Linked DNA regions of Rattus norvegicus: region 1 is linked to region 2. The links are chromatin contacts, called in public Hi-C maps. All regions are on one chromosome and are shown on one strand. The core of a region is the stretch at or near the end of the contact, and the rest is flanking DNA. Distances in the headings are between cores, read along the strand shown.

The links. Hi-C and Micro-C count contacts between places; a contact is called where the count stands out from the background.
Region 1: a contact with region 2 is called in a Hi-C map of liver, with 5 times the contacts expected there. The contact joins two enhancer-like sites. A contact is called at or near these places in 5 of 12 Hi-C or Micro-C datasets (the Rat2 cell line, kidney, liver and 2 more).

The regions. Positions count from the first base shown.
Region 1 is chr10:87,293,391-87,297,377 of GRCr8, reverse strand. LOC102546446 (a long non-coding RNA gene) reads left to right here. Exons shown (of 3, transcript XR_010055459.1): 3 at 2,382-2,671. Among named protein-coding and RNA genes, the nearest start is that of Meox1, 42 kb to the left of the region's middle. Within about 2 kb of position 2,272, at least 4 of the 93 cell types and tissues checked have an H3K27ac peak or open chromatin away from gene starts, as enhancers often do. A contact at or near this core is called in liver, where this site is marked.
Region 2 is chr10:87,254,931-87,258,582 of GRCr8, reverse strand. No RefSeq gene overlaps it. Among named protein-coding and RNA genes, the nearest start is that of Etv4, 35 kb to the right of the region's middle. Within about 2 kb of position 2,207, at least 7 of the 93 cell types and tissues checked have an H3K27ac peak or open chromatin away from gene starts, as enhancers often do. A contact at or near this core is called in liver, where this site is marked.

The DNA.
Region 1 (3,987 bases), core at 1,023-3,522, 39 kb before region 2:
TATCCTCTCCCATGCTTGCTTTAGCAGAACATCCTTTCACCTGTGTCTGCCACGGCACGACATGCCTTCACGAGTCTGCCTTAGTCTCTCACCTGTGTCCGCTTCGGCTAAACGTCCCTTCAAGTGTTTGCCCCCGCTAAACACCATCCAACGAACCCTTAAGTTCCCACTTCAGGTGTCAGAACCTACCTCTTCGGGACGCCAATGAGGACGGAAGACCAGGAGCTCTCCAGGACTTCCAAGGACCCCAGCACTGTCTTTTAGTTCATCCTATCAGTTCTGTTCCCTTAGGGAGACACTAATGCATGGGGCAAGGCTATGAACTCTCAAGGCCTGCTCCAAAGATATACTTCTTCTAACAAGGGCACACCTCTTCCCAAGACAGTGCCACCAGCTGGGGACCAAGTGCTCAATACCCAAGCCTATTGGGAATATTTCTCATTCAAACCTCCACGCCATGTAAGCCTGAGTTCAATCCCTGAAACTCACATAAAAAAAAAAAAAAGTGGGGTGTGGTGGCATTCATCTTAGTCTTCTGTTACCTGAATGGGAGGTAGTGGGAGGAGGTAGTGGTCTGGGAGCTTTCTGACCGGCTAGCCTAGAGTACTCTGCACAGTGGCAAAAACAAGAGAGACCTTACCCAATGAAGTGGAAGGCAAGAACGGCCCCTGAAAGGTATCCTCTGACATCTACATGCACACTGTAGCATACTTAAACACCACCTCAACACACACACACACACACACACACACACACACACACACACACACAAATGAATAAATATAAATGTTTAAATAAAAAATAAGGGGCTGGGGACTTAGCTCAGTGGTAGAGCACTTGCCTAGGAAGCGCAAGGCCCTGGGTTCGGTCCCCAGCTCCGGAAAAAAGAACCAAAAATAAATAAATAAATAAATAAATAAACAAACAAACAAACAAATAAATAAATAAATAAATTCTAGTTGACTATGGATAGTTTTTGTCAGATGGTGTCTACCCATGAGCCTCACTGTTGTCCTCTGGTCATCTCTAGTGTTCTCTTGCTGTCGACGATCAGAGTTTACCTGACAAACTCAGCAGCAGACATGGCTGACTACCTGCTGCTCAATACAGCCCTAAGCACATAGAAAGATGATACCATTGGAAGCTCAAATCCTGTGGTGTGTGTGTGTTGTATGTGTGCATGTGTGTGTTGTTTGCCTGTATGTGTGTGTTATGTGTGTGCGTTGTTTGTCTGCATGTGTGTGTTATATGTGTGCATGTGTGTGCTGTGTGTGTGAATGAGTGTATATGTGTGCATTGTGTGTTGTATGTGTGCATGTGCGTGTTGCATGTGTGCACTGCATGTGTACATGTGCGCAGTGTAGATGTGCATATGTTGTATGTGTACCATGTGTGCGGTATGTGGGCACATATGCATTGTTCTATGTGTACGAATGTGTGTTGTAATCTGTGCATGTGTGTGCTATATGTGTGCATGTGTGTTATATATGTATTCATTGTGTATGTTGTAATTTGTGCATGTGTGTTGTATGTGTGCATGTGTGTGTTGTGTGTGTGCATGTGTGTGTACATGGAGGCCAGAGATTGACATTGGGTATCTTCCATCATTCTGCACTTTTTACTTCATTCTGCACTTTTTACTTTTTTTTTTTTTTTTTTTTTTGGTTCTTTTTTTCAGAGCTGGGGACGGAACCCAGGGCCTTGCGCTTCCTAGGTAAGCGCTCTACCACTGAGCTAAATCCCCAGCCCCCACTTTTTACTTTTTTAAAAACAGCATCTCTCTTCACCTGTAGCTCGTTGACTCACCCAAACTGCCTGGCCAATGACCTTCCTGGCTCCATTCTCTGCTCCCATCCCAGGTGATTATAGATGCTGCCCTCATACCCAGTTCTTAAGATGGGCCTGGAGATCTGAGCTCAGTCCTCCTGTTTGCCCTGCAGGCATTTTATCCACTAAACTATTCCCTCAGCCTCCAAATTCTTCCTCAAGGGAAGTGTTGCTCCCTATTCAGCTACTAAGAAACCTGGGGTTCAGGAGGGCTAAAGAATTTGACTCACAGCACACAGCAGGACACAGGAAGTCTAGGCTAAGCCCATCCTCCACCTGGAACCTCTCTTCCTCCCCCTCCTCCCAACCCCACCTCTACCCTACCCCTGCAGTAGTGACCAGGCAGCCCCACTGACAGAACCTCCAGGTCTACCTGAGCAGCTCACAGCCCACTCTGGTGCTCCCCACACTCCTGGCCTTTGAGCCCATGGCACTGTTTCAACATGTTTAGACTTTGTGATGGGAACAAGGTCCCTCTGGGTTTAGATTTGCAGAGATCCATGGCAGGAGACAAAGACAAACAACTCAATCAGGAATGGTCATTTCTCTTCCAGGACATGGATGTACCTGCCCCCTGGCGCCCTTGAGATCCTGCTGTGACATCCACAGGACTGGGATGGCCGTCCCCATTTCGGAGATAAGAACCCAGCTATGCATGGAGGGATAGAATACGCCTGGAAGCCATTGCGGTAGCCAAGGAGGAAAATCTCAAGGCTCGAAGCTAAATTCACCACCCTCTACAGGCCCTGCTTTTTGGGCACATTTCACCAACTTCCTCCAAGGGATCCCCAGACCCCACTTTGCCACTTGAGCCATCGCTATGAAGGTTGGGACCAGCTGCCGACCATTTGTCCAAGGCTTCTGTTTGCTTGACTCTTGGCAGGGGTCTGCAGTGCTACATTAAGTGTTCTTTTCTGGCTTATTTGTGGGCATTGGAAGCCTCCAAATTGCCATGAACAGAGGCACCTGGCTCTCCGGGGAGACTTTCTGAGTCCATCTCTCCACCTTGTTTATTTGTGAAGTGGGAACGCAGACACAACGGGTGTATGTTTTACATTAAGCGGAGTAGGGGCTTGTGGCATTTCTGTCTGCACTTGAGACATGTTTATACTGCTGGGTCCATTATGAATCTGGTTAATATCCTTCGAATTCTCCGAGTCCTTCCGTCCCTCCAGCCAGGAAGTGGGTAATGTTCGCACAGAGAAGAAATTTCCAGGCACTTAGACCTTTAAGCAAATGAGGACTTTTTTTTTTAAAGGGATTGGGGGTGGGCTTGTTGGAGGGAAAAAAAAGAAAGGGAGAGAGAAGGAAGGGGGAAGGGAAGGAGAGAAAAAGAGGGGGGGATTAAACTCTTCCTGCTCCCCTAATCCTTTCCTCACGGATGTTTCTCTGGGTTCTAGAGAAAGAGAAGCACCAGTGAGCAGAGAATGGGGTCCTGGCCACAGCATCCCCTTCCCTGGAGAGGTAGGGATGGGGATTTGAAGGTGAGCACCCCTCCCTCAGGGACAGGAAAGATGAGATCTGCAGTCAGGAGTTCGAGGTCCTCTGAGGGCTGCCTTTGTTGGCTGCTTTGGCCCAGGGAACAGACTTCCCACAACTGTTCCTGCTCGTTGGCAGCTCCCTGCTTGTTGGCAGAACACACGGTATTATTTTAAGAAGAAAAACGAGATTGCTGTTATTGCTATATTCCTCCTGTAGGAATGGTAGCTTGGCCCAGCCTGGACTGAGCAGAGAGGCGGCGGTCAGCGCCAAAGACGGGTGAGCTCATCGCTCGAGGGGATGTAGGTGTTTCCAGCAGGCATAGTGTGGAAGAAAGGTTTCATGCTTGGGCTCCCAAGTCCTTAGTCAGAGCAGAACCTTTATCCGCTTTATCACCTCCTCCCCAGCCATCTGAGCCCATCCCCATTTGATCCTTCTGTCTTCTTGTGTCTCTGACCAAATGCTCACCACTGGCCATGTTATCTCACAGCTACATTAGAAAGAAAATGAGGGAAATACTTGGCACTCAGTAGGTGCTCATTTAACATTTCCTTCCTCTCTCCCTTCTTGCAGAAGCAAAGGGTACTATGTAATTAAGGAACTGTGAGCAGGCCATGGAGGTGCACACCTGTGATCTCGGCATCTGCCTGGCCCCCGGGGGCTATGTAACCCAAGAAAACG
Region 2 (3,652 bases), core at 958-3,457:
CCTGCTTGGAGGTGAATGTTTCCAGCCTGGGCTGGTAACCCCTAACACACGGGTCCCTGGAGGGAAATATATTTTCCTCTTTCCCATTTAGTCAAATGAGTGTTAGATGCTTGCCATGTGGCTCCTGACCCTCCCTAAACTCTACCCAGGAGGTGGGTTGGGGGTGGAGATGGGGGTCCTCAGTAGGATAATCGGAAGACATCGAGGGTCAGCAAGCTTTGCTGAGAGCAATTCAAACCATATGACTTAGCTCTGAGTACAAGGGACAAGAAGCGTCAGAGGAACCATTTTCCCATCTCTCTCAGGCTTCGGAATGCAAACGCGCCCTGAGGACCTACCAGGTGACAAGGACACAGCACAGAGCAGAGGGAAGTGTCAAGCCTCCAGGGCAAAGATGTCTCAGAGCGGTCAGGAAGGCCAGTGCCACGGAGCCCAGGTCTGGTTTCCAGAACTGCCTTCTTTAGTTAACTTTGTCGCTGGACATCCTAAATTAAGCCCCTCCAAGATCTGAACCAAGACTCCGAGGGTGGGCAGCAGCTCGAGGGCACGGGGACTCCCCTGCGGCCCCTCCCTGACTGTGCAGCGAGTAGGATCCAGACAGCTTTTCTGCGGTTTCATTTTGAACCTCAAAGAGGAGCAGGTGGCCACTTGGCTCCGGGACTCCCCGCGCTCCCTCCACCACTAGGGGGCGCGCTCATCTCTCGCCTTCCAGGCTCCCTCTTGCATTCTCTGATTCTTCACCCCTCTCCTCTCCTCCCTCCTGCCTGCTCCGCATCCCGTTTTCTCTCTCCCGCTCCCTGCCCCCCTTCTTCCTGTCTCGTATTTTCCTGCCCAGGAATCAGACCCCAGACAGTACCTAGGAAGTCTGCGGCCTTGCCTAATAGAACCGTAATAGTCCTCGGGGAGGCGTGATAATGACATCCTCCTTAAATAAAAGGACTTAATGGAGATTTCCCAAATTTGAAAACCACATTTCCACTAGCAACCTACTCAGTGAGTGCTCTGGAAAGGAACTCATGGGGAGCTGCAGTGGGGGAGCGGGGGCAAGGAGGTTCTGCGTCTGCGCAGAGCATGCTGTTCCTGAACCACTCTCCCATGTAGGACAAAGGACCCTTCAGAGGTTACAAACCACGGAGGTGGGTCACCTCCGTCTTCTCCCACCCAACACGACCAGCTCCCAAAGAGCAAAAAGCTCAGATTCAGCAAATACTGTGTGACCCAAGGTGAGCTGCTTCCCTCCCTAGGCCCCAGAGGTCTCAGCTGAACTGGGTATAGTCACGTGTACCAATATGACCCAGTGAAGGTGAACGGTTAGGGCGCCAAAGAGCCTTCTTTTTTAAATTATATTTTAATTTATTCTGCATATGGAGGGCGCATATGAAGTTGAGGAGGCCACAGAACATCTTGCCGGAGCTAATTCTCTCCTTCCATGATGTGGGTGCCTAGGATCAAACTTGGGTGTCAGGCTTAGCCGGAAGCACCTTTAATGGCTAAGCCAGCTCACAGTCCCAAGAAACAGAGGTTCTTGTCATCCATCCTACAAAAGAACAACACACCCAACAGACCCTTGTCTGAAAACGCCAACCCGAAGTAGTAGCTCACATGCTACACGAGCACTACGAAGCCTGAGGCAGGAGGATTGCTATGAACTGAGGCTACCTGGTCTACACAGTGACTTCCAGGACAGTCTAAGATATATAGTGAAACCCTGTCTCATAAAAAGTATAAAAAGAAAGGGCTGGGGACATAGTTCCGTTGGTAAAGTGCTTGGTAGCCTGAAAGAAACCCTAGTTTTGAGTACAAAGTCGGGCATAGTGGTGCTTGCCTGGAATTCTCAAATTTGGAGGTGGAGGCAGGAGGGTGCATGAGACACTGGGGACAGAGAGACAGAGAGACAGAGCTGATATGGGAGCTGCTCCTTGAGTCCCTGAGGTTGGGGATGGTACGGTTTCTCATAACCTGTGACGCTAGCTGACGAACAAGCCATAACTGAGGTACAGGCTTTACAGTTCGGCTTCTGTGTACTCCGGGGCAGCTTTCCCCAGGTAATGGGGTTTATGAGCCTTTGGGGGACCCCACGTGCTTCTCTGAAAACTGAGATACTAAGATTGGACCTGGAGTTCTCAAGTTCCTGTTATCTATCCGGCCCTGTCCTGCCCTGCCGGAGCCTGCCCTGCCCTGCTCCCAACTAGAAGATCGGCGCCCCAACTGCCGCCATGCTGGCATGCTGTGATCTTGGGCAGAGTTCTTCCCCCGTCTCTCGCCCTCTATCCCCTGAGGTGAAGGCACGTGGGGTTAGGTGGTCTGTTAAGGTATCTACATTCTAAATAAAAGTTTAAACTGGAATAAAACTCTTCCTCTTCGTGCCTGGCAGCCCCTAAAGAAGCTGTGTGCTTGCCAACACTGCCACCTGGTGGCAGCAACACTCCACTACAGTGGCGACTTCTGGGTCGAGTGGGCGTTCACTTCTCTACCAGCGAAGTGACTCTAGGTTTTTATTGTTGTTAATAACGTTATTAAATTTTTATCTTATCTTAATTATATATGTTTGTGTGTGGGTATGTGCACATGCATGTGCCTGTAGAGGCTGGAGGCATCAGATGCCCTGGAGCTGGAGACGGGAAGGAGAGAGATGGCCTAGGAACTGTATCCAGATCCTGTATGCAGAACCTAGAAACGTCTCTGAAAGAGCAGCCGTCTCTCCAGCCCTAAGTTTTTGCTTTATTTTGTTTTTGTTTTAAATCACTCTCTGGCTGGTGTTGTGGCTCTGTGGAAGAGTGGTGGCCTTGGTATGTTTGAGACCTTCCGTCCCGGATCATTGCACCCCCAGCACCACCACCACCCAAAGAAAGTGCTAACTATTTACAGCACCTTGCGTCTATTTTTGCAAATAGAATACTGTCTTTGGGGCTGGTGAGATGACTCAGTGGGTAAAGTCACTTACAGCCAAGCAGGACAACCTGGGTTCTGGCTGAGAAACCTACATAGTAAGAGAGAGCTGACAAGTTGTCCTCTGACCTCCACATGATTGCTAGGACTCGTGCATCCAAACCCACACCCACTTTCATACACGTACACAAATAAACAAACAGGCAAACGTGATTCTAAAACCCCTATCCCTTTTGTGATACGCATGTGCCCATGTGTGTGGAGGCCAGAGGTCAACTTCCAGTGTCTTTCCTCGAGAGCTGTCCACCCTGGGTGTTTTTGTTTGTTTGATTGATTGGTTTGGTTTGGTTTTTTGTTTTGTTTTGTTTTTTGACAGGGTCTCTCACTGAACTTGGAGGTCACTGACTGGGCTAGGAGGGCTGGCTAGTGACCCCCAAGTGACCCTTTCCCCCCTCCCTGGTGCTGGGGTTACAGGTGCAAAGAGTCCGCTGCAGCCAGTGTTTTGACACAGGTGCTGGGGCTCAAACTGAGGCCCCCATGTTTGTGTGGCAAGCACTGTACCAACTGTCCACCTCCCCACCTCCGAGACTTTATCTCCTTCCAAGTGCCCACTGCTACACTTGCTCTACTGCCCATGCCGCGCTGAGTGTGACCCTAAAGCAACTCTGTGAAAAAGACGATACCGACCTTCATTTTACAAAAGGAAACGAACGTCCATGAAAGGGAAGTGACTTGCCCAGATGCTCATAGCTACAGGGATGAG